Regions from separate parts of the Rattus norvegicus genome. Here region 1 is linked to region 2. Evidence: chromatin contacts called from public Hi-C data. All regions are on one chromosome and are shown on one strand. Each heading gives the region's core, a stretch centred on a gene start, on an enhancer-like site or on the middle of the called end of the contact. The rest is flanking DNA. Distances are from core to core; before and after follow the strand shown.

Region 1 (5,789 bases), core at 2,851-5,350, 520 kb after region 2:
ATCAGGGGTTTCAGGGGTTGGGGATTTAGTTCAGTGGTAGAGTGCTTGCCTAACAAGCACAAAGCCCTGGGTTCAGTCCTCAGCTCAAAAAAAAAAAAAAGGCCATATCACCACGCAATACCATCTTATGGAGAACACATATATATAGATTCATTGCCTAGTTTCTAACAGCATCCCATAAAGGGAATCTTGATTTTCCTTAAATGGCAATAGTCAAAATCTTTGCATAAATGCCATTTTTGTAGTATAGCCCATTCATATATATATACGAATGTGGATTTTTTGCTGCTCCCCAAACTTATTGTTAAACCATACAAGAAAATGTAAGCCAATCTTGAAATCAGAAACATTGAGTATCTGATTCAGGATTTGAATTCATAGGCAGAACTTTTTATATAATATATACACAAAGCACATATCAGTGTTTAAAGCCTCTCTGGATTCTGAGGACATTTTTATTCTAGAACTTCTAGCAATATGGTTTAACTCTCCAACTTAACTATGTAAACCTTCAGTCTATTACTTCACCCTCACTGGTATCTATGAACTATTACTGCTCCAGTGGAAACTACTAAACTTAACCTCAAGATTTGTCCCTTATTGACTACTATGAATAAATGTAACCAATAAATACATCAAGACCAATTTTGCTTTGAACAGTTACCTTAAGTTCAGTATATATTGTCAATATACTTGACCAATTCCAGAACTTCTCAAGATCTCAAGGTAACAAATTATCATGTGAGACTCAAAGTAGGAATTCCATACTTCCCATCTAGCTGTTTACTGACTTATATTGAACACATGAAATCTTACTTCTAAACTGTATCTCCCAAGAAAAACCCATTTCCCATTGAATAGCTTCTCAGTAAGGAAAACAAGAAATCATAATGCGAAATCCTTTATTGTTACAAAAACCTTTACTTCCTTCCAAACATCAACCACTGATTACTTTTACAGAACCCACTGGCAAATCAGTCCTCCTAAAACCTTTACAAGTACATGTACTATCAAATTTCTGAGATCATATTACTCATACTACTTACTCTTCATCATCCTCATCATCTTCATCATCCTCATCATCATCTTCATCAAGTTTTACTTTTTTCTGAAAGAAAAATATGTTATTTATGAGCAACAGAAGAAATCCTTGGTGATTAACCAATCAATCTGAAAGCCAGAAAATGATCTAGGGGGAATAAAACCATTGTACTGTCTTTACCTGTGGGACTTTGTTACCACCTCCGGGAGCAGATCTCTTTCCAGACATGCCTAAGAGTTTTACATCTTCCTCATCTTCATCTTCTGACTCTGCATCTTCCTCTACAGCTAAAATAAAATTAGACATACTAACTCTTTACAAGAACATATAAGGGTATATAGCACATAATATTTTTAAAGATTCTATTTAAGGTAGCAGAAAAAGATGTTTCCTGTACTTTAAGAACAGAGATCAAACCTTTCTAGATACACACCATCAAGTAGAGCTAAGACATGCTTTACAAAGTCCAAACTGGAAGTCTAGAAAGAGCCTCACTGATCATAGGGTTAACCTGATGACCAGTGCTTGATCCAAAGGACCCATGTGGTATAGAGAAAAAAGGCTAGGCAAATTACATTGTCTCACCTGGACATGCATGCCATGGCATATGTGTCTATACACAAATGCTTAAAAAATAAAGCTAGCCTATACTGAAATGAGCAATACAGACTAAAAGGAAAAACCACCTACCTACTAGGTGCTGTCCACTTATGTGCACAGGCCCAGAACCACACTTCAACCTCAAGACCACAGGTGGTGTAATTTCGAAGCCCCCAAGGGAAACCTAAAAATAAGCAACTTTAGTTTTACACCAGGCATCACCAGCAAGTTATACAAAAACAATCAAACAAACCTATTTAGAATAGCAGCAGAAATAATCTTGGTGACAAGATATATCTCTGCTGAGACATCTTTGTGTAACCTAAATGACACTGTCTTAAAAGATCTGCACCATAAAATCCAAAACTTAGCAATGTACTTACTGTTGGTTGTACAGACATTTTCAAAGTTGCCAGTGTTACTTTAATTGGGCTGCCTTCATAGTTCATTGCTTCTGCCTCTACGATGTGCAACTCATCTTTTGCCCCTGCTCCTAAACTGACCTGTGAATAAAAGATTAAATTAACCTTTCACCACTATTGATGGAAAATTAATCCCATAATTAGAACTAGAAATCCACAGAAACAAACTGTTCCTCTGAAATACAACCTAATAAATGAATAAAGCTGGCAGATTAAAAGGCACCTATCAAGAGTGACCAAGCTATCCAAAATTACAAGTGATAAAATTCCCTATCTTTTCAGGGATTAAATTCCTAGCTTATCAGTAATTACTAAGATGCTGAAAGTTTTTTTAAATACTAAGTAGTTTCAAAGTTTACATACCGTTCTTAATGATAACTGGTGCTCATTTTCATCATTATCCACTTTAAAGTGATAATCTTTGTCAGCCTTTAGTTCACAACCTGTAAAACAAAAGAAAGCAAACCTAGCAAGGAGGCATACATCAAAATCCAAAGACTTAAAAATTCTGTGAAAGCAATGTAAGTGAAACCCATAGTTTTCATTCTTATAGTACTAACTACATCAAGACTACATTGCCAGTTTTCACAGTATACTTAACGACTTAAATAAAACTGGAAACTAAACTACTTGGCTGAGGCTAAACACAATATATATTTCCTTCTATTTCAAAAACCCCAACAAACCCAATTATGTTCTGAAGAGAAGTATTGCAAATGAGAATGTTTACACATCACCAGTAGGAACAGCTTTGAATGGCTTAAGCATGCCTTCATGATCAGCATATAAGAACACCTACCTCTCTTTCAAGTAGCATAGGGAAATTGCTATAAATACTAGACTCATTTAACAAATCTCAGTACTGTTAATAAGTTAAACTTGAGTCCTTGAAAATCAAACTGACGTTCTTTTAAAACACATATTGAGTGGGGCATCAAGTCTTCAGGTGAGAACCCCCAAAAGCCTTGATGCCAAAGTGAACCCTCGTTCTGCTCAACTGGTCCTTCCCTCTCCCCATCCCAGCCAAAAGAACCAGTTCTAGATGAAGACAAGTGGATTCAGGGGTACTCCAAGTCACATGCACCATCAGTACAGTCCTCTGCAACGTGGGACTGACTCCGCCTACCATAGGCAGAAATGGGTTTATCACTGTGGATATAGATAGACATGAACAAAGACCTTTCAAACCCGGGCGTCATCGCGGACTGAAATAAGTATTTCCTGCCCAGCACTCTTAACTAAGCCACAGGACCCCAAAGGTGAAGGTTGGCAAGAGTCGTAGAGCCCGGATGTAGAGCCCACACCCCCTCCCTAACCCCCAACCACGTGGCAACCACGTGCTCCTAAGGGTTGCGGCCCCTCCGCCTTAGGGCGCCTGCTCGGACCAGTCCCCGTTACTGGCCGAACCCCTCGGACGCCACCGGGCACCGGAGACGCGACCCCTGGACAACCCAACGAGCTGCACATGTACCCTCCCAACAGTGTGAGGTAGGCCTCGCCTCACTCCACAGGCCCCTTTTTCCCGTGCTACCTCCCGTGGCTCAACATTGGGAAAAAAATTCACACGGAGGCAGTCCGTGCGGGCACTCTCGCACCGGAGTAGATGGTCCCCGTATGCCAAGTTCGCGCCACAAGCAAGGTCGCACCCTCGGCCGACCGCTTCTCTAACGCCCGAGGCTCGAGGCTGGGCCGCTCCCGCCCCATGTTACCGCGGTTCTCCTAGCCTTCGGGTCACAGATTTTTCCTTAAGGCCTCCGCAGCCCAGGTGATTCCTCCCCGGCCTCCGGCCTCCACCCCTGCCGCGTTCCCCACACGCCAGGCCTCGGTTGGACTCCCGCCCCCCCCACAACCGGGCCCTGCGCAAGCTCTCCCTTCCAGTCAGTTACCGAAAAGGTAGTTCTGAGGCCTAAGAGGGCTCATGTCCATGTCCATCGAGTCTTCCATGAGGTGGAGGCGCGCACTTGAGTGTGAGAGAAGCCGGACGGAAAACAACTGCCTACTGTTCCGCAGAACAGACACGCAGGACGGAATCACGCCAAGGAAAGGACGCGGGCTCGCCGCACGTATATATGGCCGCAGGAGATCTCGCGAGATCCATTCTAGTCCCGCCTCCGCGAGCATCCTCCGGATCCCTCCCACTTCCCGCACCGTCGCGCTTTTGCGCAAGCGCTCTTCAACCCCACGCCTCTCTACCTCGCCCCCCACCTCCTCCAGGTGCTTGGCGGGCTATTACTGCGCATGCGCGTTCGTCCCTGGCCCCCGCCCTTCCACCATGGTCGCCAAGCGCAGGCGCTTTTTCTCTTTGTGGCCTCGCTCAGGGCCTACACGGCTTCCACGTCTCTTCTACTGGTGCTCGCGGGCGCAGTGCCGAGAGGGTATGCAGCCCACCCTAAAAGATGGCGGCTGCGAGTAGCGAACCACAGAACGACTCTCTTCGCTTTTCTCCGCCCTTCTGTTTCCCGTAGGCCTGGAAAAGGCACAATCACCTCAGGATTTGACTTGCTCGAAGGCTTGCTCCTAGCTCATCCTCTTCTCGTAGAGGCAGAGTGGATGGGTCATGAAGTACAAAGATAGGCTACTAACCCCGTAGCCATGCTTTTGTGCCTCTTTTCTGAGGCTGCATCTTCAAATTGGAAATGATCAGCCTTACGTCATTTGGGGACCAAAGAGTCCCCAAGTCAGTCGCCTCCAAAGAGCATCTTTCTAAAAACTTTAGGGCGTGCAGAACTGAGAAAACGCAGGCCCTCTTTGTCATTCCAAAGAAAGGGGTATGGCTTTTTAAGAAATTCATGATCTTTAATACGAATCTTTGTGTGGGAACTAGTGCTTCTGACTGGATCCTGACAAACATCATTGAACAGCATTGGACGCTATTTGAGAGCGGCCCTAATCTTTTTTTTTTTTTTTTCCGGGACTGGGGACCGAACCCAGGACCTTGCGCCTCCTAGGCAAGCACTCTACCACTTAGCCAAATCCCCAACCCCCGGTCCTAATCTTTTTAACTCAACATAGCTAAGCCAATTTTAAGGATTTGGGGGAGGGATGTAGGTGATGTTCTTACACTCTCTTCACTCCGCCGAGCTATAATGTGCGTGAGCCCATTATTAGTCAAATCGTAAACTTGGAGAAATCAGTATCAATAATGTGAATGGGACCCAATGCATTTCACTTTGCAACTATCAGAGAAAATCCTGAAACTTAGAAGAATTGTGTGTGTAAAAGACCAGATAGACTGGGTGTCGGGTGGGAACGCACGGATGAACAGAATTTGACCATCCAAATGACCAGAAGGTGCGGGATACTCCTTGAGCTTGTGCAGGTCAAACTGCTTGATGTTTCTGGATTCTGAATCTTATTTAAATGCAGCTCATACTGGTTTAATCCCAGCACTCAGGAGGCAGAGGCCTAGGTCCTAGAAGATCTAGGAGTTCAAGGCCAGCGATCTACAGAGCAAGTTCCAGAACAGCCAGGACTACACAGAGACTCAGCTTTCTGCCTCCCCAACTTCATGTTCTTTGCTGTCTCTGCATGATACCACATGCACAATGAGTAGGAGTTGTGTAGTATTACCTTACGACAAAATAAGCACTATCTTGGGGCTGGGGATTTAGCTCAGTGGTAGAGCGCTTACCTAGGAAGCACAAGGCCCTGGGTTCGGTCCCCAGCTCCGAAAAAAAGAACCAAAAAAAAAAATAAATAAATAAGCACTATCTTAAAAATAAAAA
Region 2 (5,480 bases), core at 1,172-3,671:
TTTTTTTTTTTTTTTTAAGGTGTGAAACTTTTAACTGACTGATTTCGCCAGTGCTATGGGTTCAACCCAGGGCCTTCAGGTTAGGAATATGCCAGAGTTTTTTGTTTTGTTTGTTGGTTTGTTTTGTGACATAGTTTCTCGGTTTAACAGCCTAGAACTCCTTTTTAGATCAGGCTGGCCTTGAACTCAGAGATCCACTTGCCTCTGTCTCCTCCCAAGTGCAGGGATTAAAGGTGTGTGCTACCACACTTAGTGTGTGACTTTTTAAAAAAAAAATGAATATGGTAGTTTAGGCTAAAACAAACACATGGGAAGTTCATACTCATCCTGTGCTCCCCTACATGCTATCTCATATGAAAGGTACTGACAACTTCAAGGTCTTGGTTGGCTGTTAAATTGGTGAACTCCAATAAACTAGTCTTTCGGTATTCATAGAACTTCCCACACTTGCTATGGGCTTGGACATGACTTGCTTTGACCAGTGCAGCAATCAGAAAGCTTGATAACCATTTGCTGATGGGTCCTGTCCTGTTTTGAACCCACCTTCCAGAAGCTTGAGAGGCTCCAGAAGATGAGATATCATTTTGAAGGTGTTCCCAGCTGATTAAAGCCCCATGTGTAACCTCAGCTTACATCACATTGGTCCAGATGAGCTTGGTTAATTTACATAATTGTATAAAATAATAAGCCATTGTTATTCTAAGCCACCACACCTTGGGATGGAGGATTATGTTGCAATAGGTAACTGAAACAGAGGTCATTTAACCTAACCTCATTACGCTACTGACTGTCCCAAACCCAGAAAGGGAGGAGAGTTTGGGGAAATCCAGACAGCAAGGTATTGGCAGTAACTCTAATTCTGGGCTTTTCCCAGGTGTTTTTCTTTCAATCTCTTGGTGAAAGCCACTAGATAAAGATTCTAACATTTCAGACTCTAACTGCAGGGAATTTATACTGTGGTTTAGATGCATACAGATTACTGTAATGCCTTGCTTGCTCTTTGGAAATGGGAAGAGTTCTAAGTCATCCACTTTACAGGGGCAAAGAATTGAAACACACTTGAGAAGCAGGAAAGCTTCTCAAGTCACTGCTACTGTGAAGTGGGTTGGGTACAATGAGCCAGGCCCTCGAGATACACGATAATAGCCAGAGCTTGGTTTCTACAGCCAGATCTCCAGTAAAACATAAACAACTTCACAGACCATTAACATTAGACAAGGCCACAGAACGGCCTTATCTTATGGATCAAGACAAAAACAAGACCACTCCATAATTACTCGTGAACACAGATAAAACATGAACATTGTCTAAGCCCCTGACACACGGCTACAAGAGGCTGTCATCAATTACTGGATTAGTTTCAATCTAATATAACTTCCCATAGATAAGGTGTCCAACCTTATTACCCCCACTTCCTGGCAGTATGCGCTCCAGAGCCCCTTCAAATCCTTTTCTACATTACCTAATGTCTCTTACTGAGACGTCCATGATTCATCGTGGTGCATGTTCTCTTCTAGTTCAGCTAAAATAAACCCACCTTGTTTAACTACAGCGTATTCCTGGGGGTTTTTGGTTTGAGGGTACTGACAACTTGGAGGGCACACAGAGTTAAGAGGAAGAGTTCACTGGAAGTCTCTAGATGTGTTTCTTCACAGCATTTCTAACTCTTGGTGAATGTCTGCTGTCTTCCCATTAGAATTAAGCTTCACGAGAACAGAGGTCTCGCCTGTCATTTCCAGAGCTTAGGGCAGTACTAGTAGCAACGGAATGCTTAAAAATGTCTTCAAAATGATCAGCTTCTTTCTCATGGCTCAGCTACTTCCAGTGTAGCAGCTCTCCATACATCTGTTTCCCAACTCAAGCCTCCAAACTTTTCCTCTTGAGATGTCCATCTTCCCTTGGTTGGATCTTCGGGCTCACAGACCCCTCCCACACCTCCTGGTGCAACCTCGGACCCACCTGTCTCCACCATCTGTCCCTACCAAGTGTAATACACCGGGCGGCCGCGCAAGCACCTAGACGACCAGTGGGCACTGCAGACAACTACTGCGCATGTGCGGAAATCGGTCGCACCGCAAAGATCTCAGACAAGTGAGGAGTTGCCTCGGAGTTTCCGTCCGGGTCCGGGCAGCCACCCGCTGCCAGGAAGTCTGGAACGACCAACCGGAAGGAGACCGCGCGCGCGAGGATTTCTGGGACAAGTAGTCGCGGCGCTCGCGAGGCCCTATCCCGAGCAAGTCCTAGATACTCCAGATCTGCATGTCCCCGCACTCCCAGCCCTGCCCTCCCCTAGGTGCTCTCTCCCGTGGCGGAACCCTGGCAGAGTGGCCCGACGGCTTCTTGTTCCCATAAGGCTTAGCGATCCGCCGCGGTTGTTGGGAGTTGTAGTCTTCGCCGTGCGTCCTGCGTCCGCCGAGGGGGAGGGCGGAGCTGCCGGCGGCCCGGGCGGGCTGGCAGCTAGAGTGGGTGCCAGAGCTGCCTCCGCCGCCGCCGCTGCCACCGCCTCCTCCGCCCGGGCCGTTCGCTGCTGAGCGGAGAGAGCGAGGCGGGGCCGCCGGGGCCGCCATGGAGCCCGACTCGGTGATTGAAGACAAGACCATCGAGCTCATGGTGAGTGCGGCCCGCTGGCCTTCAGTTCTTCCGGCCGGCCGGCGGCCCGGGGGCCTGCCCACCTCGGCGTCCGCGCCAGGCCAGCCCTCGTTCCCCGTCGCCTGGGCCCGGCCGGCCCCCTGCTACGGCTCGCTGCTGACGCCTCGCGCTCTTGGGCCGGCCCGGCCTCCGCTCCCCGCGAACTCCCCCACCCCCTCCCCGCTCCTTGCCGGGCTCCGACCAGTCTCGGGCGCCCCTGCCTCGCTCCTGCCGGAGCCACCGCTCACTCTCGCCTTGCCATCACACTGTCTTTTTAGAAGGGGATTTCTTTTTCCCTTCCCTGGATTCCTCTGCCAGGCCTGCATCGCGCTTCCCAGCCCCGCTCAAGCCGAGGGTGATGGTGGTGGGAGGTTGTCCGAGACCAGTTGGAGCCGCTTCGGCCTCCGTAACCTAGGCTTAGGGGGTGGGGTGGCGGTGGGTCTCAGCACCCTCACCCCAAGCTACCGCTGTGTGGATGCCAGGATAGGCCCTTCAGGACTGGGATGTTGGGCATGCCCACGAGTCTGAGGCTGTAGGGGATAAGGGGCCTCTTTTCCGAGCCCCTGCGGTGTCAGGCTTCTTGGACAAAGGGTTTCCTACCCTGCCGTGAAGGATGTTTGTATAGCAGGGCCCTAGGTACTCAGAATTCCATCCCCCAGAAAAGGAAAACCATAACTTTATCATTTGGGAAATGAGAGGGGAGGGAGAAGAGGTCGCCTTCATCACTGCCACCCTCTTTTCTTTTAATAATAAAAAGCGGGACGGTGTGTGTGTGGGGGTGTTCTTGACCCACCGAGAAGCAGCGATCCCTTTACTGTTAGAAACCCTTGGTAGCCAGGTTGGTCAGGTCTTCCCGGACACCCCTAACCCATTTCTGACCTCAGACTTGGTGCTAGAAAGGTTTTTGGAAACAGGGCTGTGAGTGAATGGCTGGGAAAGTGAAGGATTTGCTTATTGGTGGAAGAAATAAAGTATGGCTGGTAGTACCTGCCAGTTTGAACGTGAGGGAAATCAAACTGGGCCCAGGAGAGTTGGGGACATAAGAAAGGCTTCTTCCTGTGAAAACCTTGACAGTTTCTTTGTATCTCTACTAATATCGTAACAACTAGTATCTGCCGCACAGTACTGAGGAAAGGTGAACGATCTACTGAACTTAGCAATGTGTTTTCCTCGTCAGAGTTTCTCCAGTGTGAAATGCTTATTGAGTCAGTGATTCCACTGGGTAGGGTTGGTGACATCAGAGCCACTTCCCCCATTTAGTGCTATAAATAATAAATGGTGATACTGAAAGTCTGTTGGATAGCCCATGGTTTTTGTGGATGATGTTGTCCAGGGAGCTAAGGTACACGTTTAAAATGGAAGTAATAGTAGCATAACTACAGAGTCTCATGTCTGCTGGACTCAGCACAATGTGCAGAACTGGATGGTTGAAAAATCAAACCTGGAAGTTTCTGGGGTGTGTGTGTGTGTGTGTGTGTGTGTGTGTGTGTGTGTGTGTTCACAGGGATTCTGTCACTTTATCTTCAGGTTCTGAGGACCTTTTTTCTTTTTCAGCATCCAATTGTCGGTTGTAACAGTTTGGGAAACTTTAGTAGTCCGTTATTTTGACAAAATGTCTTTAAAACGTGCCTTATGTATTAATGTGAATTCACACGTGCACCACAGTGGGCCTGTGGAGGTCAGAGGACCATGTTGTAAAGATTCTCTTCTGCTTTTACCTGGGTTCTGGGACTTGAACTCATTTCGTTCTGCATGTATGATCACGTGTCTTTGGTTGAGCCATCCTGATGACCTCTTTTTTGGCAAAGTGTCAAAGTATCTTCATGTATGAAGATACATGTTCCATCTTCTTAAAGACAAAACAGTATATCTGCTTTCATAATGACCAGTGCTTCATATGAAACATATTCACTTAAAACAACCAAAATGTCTTCTTTTTCAGGAGAGTTAGAAGAAATACAGTGTAATTAACCTCAGGCATGGTCTTTTAGCATATGACTAAAGAAATATTCTGGCCCACACTTACTGGTTTTCTAAGCTTATAACTGTTTTGTTTTGAGTAACTGTTAAGGTGCTGGGGTGCACCTTAGTGGTAGAGCACATGCTTCCTTAGTGTCCATAAAATCCTCATGGCTGGGTTAGACTGTGTGATATTGTTTGCCCTTACATTGAAGAGATGTCACCTAATGAAGACATAAAAGGGATTTAATGTAGGATTCTTAGAAATGTAATAAAAAAATGTGCCAGGCATGGTGGCACATGCTTTTAATCCCAGTTCTCAGGAAGCAGAGACAGGTGAATCTCTGTGAGTTAGTCAGCCTGGTCTACAAAGTGAGTTCCAGGACAACCAGAACTACACAGAGAAACCCTGTCTCTCAAAACCTAAACAAATAAATGAAATCCCCCAAACCAACCAAAACAAAGACCAAACAAACAAAAAAACCACAACCAACCAAAAGTCAGTCTCAAACCCCCTAAAGATTGTAGTGCCGAGGCCTGCATTGCTGGATCTGATTTACTGTCTATGCGTATGGCTCGTTGCTTGAGTCATTTATAAGGTGTGCAGCTACAGTTTTTCCAAATCGTTGGTACCTGTTTCTCACTATGATCAGTTTCAATTATAGTCAACATACCCTACTGTGTTATATTTTAAAATACTACTTTGAGAATGACTTCGTGTTGGTTGTGGAATACCAGTACACTACACCTGTTTATTATAGTATACACTTTGCTTCTGTCCCTAGCAATCCTAGGGGATAGTTGGAGGAGAAAGATGGTGGGTGACAGCGGAATAGTTAAGTTTAAAAATCCAGGTGTCCCCTTGGTGACTACTTGAGGCCTGGACTACCAAA

The links. A called contact is a pair of places that touch in the nucleus more often than the background predicts.
Region 1: a Hi-C map of prefrontal cortex shows a contact between it and region 2, with 5 times the contacts expected there. The contact joins the promoter of Npm1 here to the promoter of Fbxw11 in region 2. A contact is called at or near these places in 4 of 12 Hi-C or Micro-C datasets (Schwann cells, frontal cortex, mammary epithelial cells and 1 more) and 1 of 1 datasets of contacts at active chromatin or transcription factors (oligodendrocytes).

What each region holds. Positions count from the first base shown.
Region 1 is chr10:18,251,641-18,257,429 of GRCr8, forward strand. It overlaps Npm1 (nucleophosmin 1), which reads right to left and starts at 4,101. Exons shown (of 11, transcript NM_012992.4): 1 at 3,951-4,101; 2 at 2,428-2,507; 3 at 2,026-2,145; 4 at 1,733-1,826; 5 at 1,223-1,329; 6 at 1,047-1,108. The coding sequence starts at 4,008. LOC102546482 (a long non-coding RNA gene) reads left to right here and starts at 3,401. Exons shown (of 3, transcript XR_357493.5): 1 at 3,401-3,552.
Region 2 is chr10:17,734,776-17,740,255 of GRCr8, forward strand. Fbxw11 (F-box and WD repeat domain containing 11) reads left to right here and starts at 2,422. Exons shown (of 14, transcript NM_001395595.2): 1 at 2,422-2,610. The coding sequence starts at 2,566. LOC120095062 (a long non-coding RNA gene) reads right to left here and starts at 1,831. Exons shown (of 2, transcript XR_005490110.2): 1 at 1,538-1,831.